Regions from separate parts of the Podarcis muralis genome. Here region 1 is linked to region 2. The links are chromatin contacts, called in public Hi-C maps. All regions are on one chromosome and are shown on one strand. The core of a region is the stretch at or near the end of the contact, and the rest is flanking DNA. Distances in the headings are between cores, read along the strand shown.

Region 1 (4,018 bases), core at 1,476-3,975, 330 kb before region 2:
TTCCCCTCAGGGGGCAGGAAACACCACCTTTCCCTTTGTTCTTGTGGAATGACTCATGGGGAGGGAGAAAGGGGGCTCCGGCCAGGTGTCAGGATGCTCAGATTACCTGCGCAACCCCTCCCCTGACTCCTCCTGTTTTTAATGTAGTCATGATGTAAATATGATGCGTTTCTAGGGGTGTAGCTTAGGGGATTAGGAACTAATAAAAGTTGGGGCCTCCTTTTGTTCGGGGCTTCCATCTTGCTTCACCTCGTGGGCAGTGGGAGTCCTGTTGCGACAGTCTTTCTTCAATAAAGACCAAGCCTACAGGCTGCTGATTTGCTTCAATTTACTCTGGTCGGTGTCTTTGCTTTTTGTCCAAGGGAGCCCTCGGATTTTCCCGGTAACAATACCTCCTGCAGAGACACATCTGACCTTTGGGTTGATGCTCTATTGCTAACAATACCACCTGAAGATTTATCTTTCTCTCGGTTTCCAACAGATTTCCAAGCTGACTTGGAAGCTAGATTCCCATGTGGGTCTGAATATCCCCAGACACTTTCAAGGGGAACATTTGTCTCCCAAACAAGGGAGTTTACATTCTCCATTATATTTACTCTTGGCCTCAAAGCACCCACAGAGCTACAAACGGCAAGATGACTATTTATTAGGCATCCTGTAGAATGTGCTCAGAAGCAGCCCTGGGGTTGTGGTGCCTGATCACATGATGACAACTGGCTGTGTCTATACACATGAACTCTGCACACTGGGACAGAACTGAGTGGGGAACCAGAGTTGCGAAAGTGTTGGGGGAAGCATTCCAAGCTGCCAGACATTAATGCTGAACCATATGCGCTCTATATTGTGAATACCATATGGGTAGGGGTTAAATGGAAGGAGAAAATCTAGACATTTGGGCATGGGGAAATGGAAAAAAGGAGAAAGGCAGTGGTGACAGCTCCCCACCCTAATATTTGACTGCTATACCTTTCTTGCTGAAACCTGGTTTTGCTTCAGTCATGAGCATCAAAAAACCTCCTATCCATCTCCCAGCAGACACTAAGTCCCCCCCAACAATGATTCACTTGGAATAACTGTATGCCACCACACCATAATTCCTGACAGGAAATGGTTGTGGCCTGCGTGCTCTCATAAAATGTGTTGCAGACACCAATTGGATCTAGCCAGGACCTCAACTTTTATCGCCAATGAATCGTCCCCCTCCCCTATGGTATATCTAGCTAAACTTGAAACCCCTAAGCGCTGGAGGGCCTTTACCTTGGCTCGATGTCATGCCCACCCTTCAGCTGTCCTTGAAGGCCGATACAGGAAGATTGCTTACCTGGAGAGACAATGCGCCTGTGACTCTGGACAAATAGAAACAACAGAGCATGTGCTTCTCCAATGTCTTTATTATAGAGACATTTGTACTACCCTCATCTTACCATTACTGCATAAGTACCCAGGGTGCACAGGACAATTCTATACCTCCCTGCTGCTTTCAGATACCAATCCTGCTACAACATACGTTCCAGATTCTGCACAGCAGCGCTCAAAATTCATCGGATGATGACCTGTGACACAAACTAGATATAATGAGCACTCGTATTAGAGTGCTCTGTAGACTGACAGCTATAATCTTATATATACTAACCTTTTATGCTCTTTCATTCTTGTCTAATGTTCCTAACTCCTCTTTTAGACTCTTAGTTTCTTTTGGATTCTGATAGACTTTTATATATATATATATACTTTTTGTTTTAACTGCTTTTTTTTTTAAAAAAAAACCAAAACCAAAACATTTTTAGACTTTAAATGATTGTACCCTTCCCTCCTTAAGCTGGTCTATGACCGTAATAAAGATTTGATTTGATTTGGTTGCAGCCTACCACCCATGTGGGCAGAAACACGAAAGAAAATCTCAGACAGTGCAGTACTGCATTCCACATTCCCTCCCTTGGATGCAATAAGAAAAAGAAAAAGAAATGAAATTAAACACACATCAAATGCTATGCAACTTTCTCCTCAGTTTAATAGTGACAGACATTGCTGGTTTAACAGAATCAAAGCAGGTTTCTTTGCCACTATAGTTTAAGGGTGTTTTCTTTGTTTGCTTTTTAATTGCAGTAAAGCAGAGCTGGACAGAATGGCAGCAAAGGGGGGGGGGGGGGTTCAGTGGAGTTGCAAGGGATGGCATAATTGTTAAAAAGCTGAATATTTGGGATCTGGGCGTTGGAAATCTTACACTGTGACAATGATGCTTTCGTCAAAGTGCACAGGCTCATTATTCTGATTACAGGCAATGACGATGTATCTGGATGACTTGTTATCAGAGTACTTGCAAGGTGGGCGAGTTGAGCCGCCTTTGTGCTTGCAGGTGGTGACAGTGAAGGGGCGGAGAGCGATCCTCAGCCCGTTTCCATAATCCTTCCCTCCAGATGCAGTGCACACAGATTTGATGTTATTCTTGGTGCCGTGGATGAAGGTGTTCACTTCCTTGCATGCTGGTTTGTCCAGCCCACGTCTTTTCATCATGACGTCACAATACTGCTTTCCAACGCTGCTCTTGGGATTATCGTAGTGCTGCCTTAGGAACTTCTCATAGGGGGTTTCACAATAGGCTCCTAGTGCCAGAACAGACACCAGAAAGGTGAGGAGCACAAGGCCAGATCCCTTGAAAGGCATCATCGTGGGCGACCGTTGCCTGAAAGAGATACCTGGGGAAAAAGTAAAGTGGGTGTGTAAATGCTTTCTTTCTGCTTGCCCCCAGAGGGTGCTTTGTGAAACAGCTTGGAGTTCAAATGAATGCTGTACTGTATATCCTTGCAAATTCTTATCTGCAAATGTTGTGGTGGATGTTATCTAGTCATGATCACATAACCATGTGAATATTGATACAAACCAGTCACATTGCAGCTTATGCATCTTATAGCAGAAGTTTAAGACACAATTTAAATATTTTTTAAAACCACTCTAAGTAGAATAATGAAGCATAACCACCCGCCCTACCCACTCGCCACTCCCAGTCTTCCCCTCCCCCTCTTCTTCTTCCTAATTGTTTAAACCAATTCATAAACCAAGAATTTATGCATTCACCACTAATAATGAAACACATGTTGTAGATATTCTTCAACAATTATTATGCTATTTTTGTGATATACAAATGACATGAGAAAACTTGGTGTACTTATTTGTATAACATCATTCTTGTTTGTAAAACCCAATAAAAAAACCAATATAAAAGAAGAAGCTTGGACCATTCAGGGAGAAGGAGGCAAAGAAGATAGGATATTTGTACAAGCTCAGTTAAGTTTCTGGCTGAAGTGAGATGTGAGCAAGGGACTCACTGGTCTGAATCTGAACTCCAGACTAGCACTGAGAGACCAGGGTTCAAATCCCCACTCAGCCGTGAAGCCCATTGGGAAACCCTGGGTCAGTCTTAGTCTCTTACCCTAGCCTGCCTCACGGGATTGATGAGAGGATTGACTGAAGGAGGAGAACGATGGATGCTGCCTTGAGCTCCTTGGTGGAAAGGTGGGGTATAAATCAACCAATCAACCAATCAATCAATCAATCAATCAATCTCCCTTTTGTATAAACTCCCTTAAAATCCTTCTGAAAGTCTTCGTCAAGCGCAACCAGTAGCTCAACAAGACAGCGGGGTATAAGATTTATTCCTTAACCTTTAGGTTAAAGTGCTGTACACCTGGGAACACCATGAGCTTTAAGTAGCTGGGTTGGTGTTGCAGCATCAGTAGATTTAAACAATTGTTCCAATTGTTGCTATATTTTGCCTGCTATAATCTTTTCGCATAGCCTTTTACATAAATACATCTTAAGCTCCCCCCCCCCTTTTCTAATAGGATTTAGTAAGAGCTAAATTGGAGTCACTTTTGCATGTTGCAATTTGTGCACACAACAGCTCCCACATCTTGTGGTTTAACGTTGTATGTTCACCCCTCTTAAAAATATATATTCCCCTAATAATAACTGCTTGCTTTATATTCTGCTTATGTTTCCCAGGCACGTAATGTTCTCT
Region 2 (4,099 bases), core at 1,260-3,759:
TTCATATCCATTACTCTAGCAAACTTCAAAATGCAGAAATTTATGGAGCGCCCACAATCCTCTTCATTATCTGCTCAGTAAGTAGTTACTTAGTAAGTAGTTCTCAGTAAGTAGTTAGGGATGTGGGTGGCACTGTGGTCTAAACCACTGGGCCTAGGGCTTGCCAATCGGAAGGTCGGTCCCGTTGCTCGGTCCCTGCTCCTGCCAACCTAGCCGTTCGAAAGCATGTCAAAGTGCAGGTAGATAAATAGGTACCACTCCGGTGGGAAGGTAAACAGCATTTCCGTGCGCTGCTCTGGTTTCGCCAGAAGCAGCTTAGTCATGCTGGCCACATGACCCGCAATTCTTGTGAAAAGAATTATGAAGTACATATTCATAGTCCTACAATACAAATTTGGACTTGCTTGAAATGCTATTCTACTCCCCCCGCAGTTCATTGTTGTGTTTCTGTATTGCTACAATGAAGTGGAACTACCTACAACTTGATATTCTTTTAGATGATACCAAAAAATCAGCTTTTCATTTTGAGTCTGATAAATTGCAGTTCCCTCCTTTTCCCTCAAAGTGCAAAGCCCAGCAGTAGGGACACATTAACTTGAAAACAAGTCCCTTCGTTGTGTTCAGTGGGTACAGGGCCAGAATCCTGTTGAAATCTATGGGGATTCCAAAGTGCTTAAGTGTGGCTACTAGATTGCCCCTGCTTTTTGCCCATATGAGCCCCATCCACAACCCAGCTGAAGTTTTCAAGCTACTTCAACCCATAGATGTTGCAACCCATAGATGTTGCAACCCATCCCTGTGCCAAAATTTTCTTGCAAGTAAGCCTTGTTCAGTTCCATGGGCTTTGCTCCACACCCCAAACATGCATCAGCTTTAAGCCTGACAGGGCAAATCTAGGCATACCTACTCGAAGTAATCACCACTGAGCTTAGTGGTGTTTACTCCCAGGTAAGTGGCTGCAGCCATCCTGCAGCTTAAATCGGATTTGTGTGAAAGGCAGTTCCACAGAGCCCAATGGGATGCTTCCTCTCAAATATTTGGGATCAAGGAGAGCTTTCCTTAACACATGTTTACATGGGAATAAGCAATTTCCGATGGAAGGTTGTGTGATCACACCCTATAATCCCACGCACGATTATATCACTGTGCCATTGAGAGCATGCTCACTTATGGCTTATGTGTGTGGTACGGAAGCTGTACTACCCAGGACAGGATGGGGTTGTGCAGAGTTGTTAAGGCAGCAGAGAGCATTGTTGGCTGCCCACTCTCCACCTTAGAGCAGATTTATGCCACAAGGTGCCATGGGAAGGCACTGGACATAGTAAAAGATCCATCGCATCCTGGTCACTGTCTCTTCGAGCTTCTGCCATCGGGACGGAGATACAGGACGATGAAGACAAGAAGGAGCCGTCTTAAGAACAGCTTCTTCTCCAGAGCGATCTCGGCCCTGAATGGAAAGCCTGGACTTTGAAAGTCATCTAATCTTCCTTGCTGTACTATACTGTATTGTTTTAATTAGGGTTTTTATGGAGCAGTCAAGTAATTTCGTTGTCCCCGAGAGGTGGTAATGACAATAAAGATATTATTATTATTATTATTATTATTATTATTATTATTATTAGGGAAGCGAATCCCATTGAATAAAAAAAGAAGAGGAACGTTTTGCTTCCCAAGTTGTTTTTAGGGTTTTTTTTTAAAGGAAAGCATATCTATAAGGCTTAGATTCAAGGGCTGCTAAAAAGACATGTGTTAAAGCACACTGGTATACTAAAGAGTTGTTTCCCAGGTTGAATTGAGAACACATTCCCATGAATACTTCATGGTGGACAGAGCAGCAGAACAAGAGGGAGGCATGGACATTGCATATAAGAAAGAGGCAAAGGGAGTGTTGGGAACATGCAATGATTTACTCAGTATTAAATCCCACTGTGTTGGTGATTTTGAACCTAGTTAAGTGGGGAAAGAATTAGAGCCTGACTGAACTTGGCAGGTTAACTGCTTTTTGTTTCTGGGTTTCCAATATTCAACCTCACCAATTCATTCAGTACGTTTCCAAGCACAATTCAAAGTGTTGGTGCAGACCTTTAAAGCCCTAAACGGCCTCGGTCCTGTATACCTGAAGGAGCGTCTCCACCCCCATTGTTCAGCCCAGACACTGAGATCCAGCACCAAGGGCCTTCTGGCGATTCCCTCATTGCGAGAAGTAGGGTTACAGGGAACCAGACAGAGGGCCTTCTCGGTGGTGGCGCCCACCCTGTGGAACACCCTCCCTTCAGATGTGAAGGAAATAAGTAGCTATCCTATCTTTAAAAGACATCTGAAGGCAGCCCTGTTCAGGGAAGTTTTTAATATTTAACGCTGTATTGTTTTTAATACTTGATTGGGAGCTGCCCAGAGTGTGGCTGGGGAGACTCAGCCAGATGGGCAGGGTATAAATAAATTATTATTATTATTATTATTATTATTATTATTATTATTATTATGAACACAACAATGGATCTACTTGAATCTACCATTTACATACTGAACATCTAATCATAATATCTTAGGAGACTGCTGTAGTATCATTAGTTTGAATAAAATGTTAATGTCCTGTAGGCTGAAACATCCAAGTGAAAGACATGCATGAATCAAAATGAAAACTTCAACACAGTTGTTTCTCTTCTGTCATGTTTGCAGTCATTCTTTGTCTCATTGCAGTGTGATCCCGAAAAACTACCAGCATGTTCTTGCCTTCGTCTTTGCCATGCAAGAGATCAACAAGAATGCCAAATTCTTATCCAACATCACACTGGGATCAACATTTTATGAGAATGCTTTTAATCCTTTGCAAACTTGTTGGAACACTCTTGCTCTTCTTTTCATGGGACAACGAAATCCCCCCAATTACCACTGTAATGGGGAAGATAAATTAATTGCCGTCGTTGGAGGGCTCACCTCCCAAAACTCCATTGAGATGGCCAATATATTAAACACCTACAAGATTCCACAGGTATGTGTGTAGATACATAGATACAACCACAAGGGCAGACATACACAGAATACCCAAAAAGAGCATCCATGTTAGCTTTCAGTCCCGTTACATCATGTTTTCTACACTTGTGTCCTACATTAGACATTCTTGGGTACTGTCACTGTGTTAAAGCCTCCTAGCGATGTGTTGCCTACACTGCCATCTCAATTACAATTGGGATTTCAGCGGGGGGGGGGGGATAAACCCATAATACTAATCATTCAATCTCTGATTCTTCCAAACCTGTTCATGCTGCAAAGCTTATAATCACGGGAGCATGCAGCCTCCGGCTTAGAAACTTCTCCTAACCTGAGATGTAATAATGTCAGTGGTGTATACTTAGAAAAGTAAGAGCAGGTGGTTAACCACAACAATAGAGAAGTATTCTTTCTTTGAACAAATAGATGGTCTTTGAATTCTTAAAAATATAAATCTTTTCCCTTTAGCTCAGCTATGGCTCCTTGGATCCAGGGCTGAGTGACCAAAGGCGCTTCCCTTCCTTCTTCCAAATGGTCCCCAATGAAGAAGCTCAGTATGATGGCATTGTTTGGCTACTCAGGAAGTTTGGGTGGAACTGGATTGGCCTCCTTGTTTCAGATGATGACAGTGGAGAAACCTTCCTTCGTACTCTCAGACCAAGGCTTTCCCAGAAAAATCTCTGCATTTCTTGGACATTGGTGATCCCACTAGTGACAAAATTTTTACCTAATGAGCTAGTTCAACAAAAATTGAGACCAATCATGTTTGTTCTCACAAGGAGGGAAATGAATGTGATTCTTGTCTATGGAGACAGTCAGTCACTAGAGGGTTTGAGACTGGTTTTAATCTCCCTTGAGGTTTTCTCTATGTACCCAGTGGAGAGGGTGTGGATTACAACAGCTCAATGGGATTTCACTGCAGTGCCGGTTGGAGGCAATTTTCCTTCAAAATCCTTCAATGGCACTTTGTCATTTACACTCCATTCAAATCCAGTTCCTGGGTTTCAGAACTTTCTACAGACCATAAATCCATGGCAGCCAAATCTTTATTTCATCCAGCAGTTCTGGGCCAGTGCATTCCTCTGTTCATTCCCAGATCACAATCTAA

Evidence for each region. Hi-C and Micro-C count contacts between places; a contact is called where the count stands out from the background.
Region 1: a contact with region 2 is called in a Hi-C map of blood, with 15 times the contacts expected there. The contact joins the promoter of LOC114582815 here to the promoter of LOC114583280 in region 2. A contact is called at or near these places in 2 of 3 Hi-C or Micro-C datasets (blood and tail).

Annotation. Positions count from the first base shown.
Region 1 is chr13:14,529,223-14,533,240 of rPodMur119.hap1.1, reverse strand. LOC114582815 (angiogenin-2-like) reads right to left here and starts at 2,725. Exons shown (of 1, transcript XM_028704113.2): 1 at 1,994-2,725. The coding sequence starts at 2,667. The coding sequence ends at 2,221.
Region 2 is chr13:14,198,125-14,202,223 of rPodMur119.hap1.1, reverse strand. LOC114583280 (vomeronasal type-2 receptor 26-like) reads left to right here and starts at 2,509. Exons shown (of 5, transcript XM_077916976.1): 1 at 2,509-2,992; 2 at 3,460-4,099. The coding sequence starts at 2,636.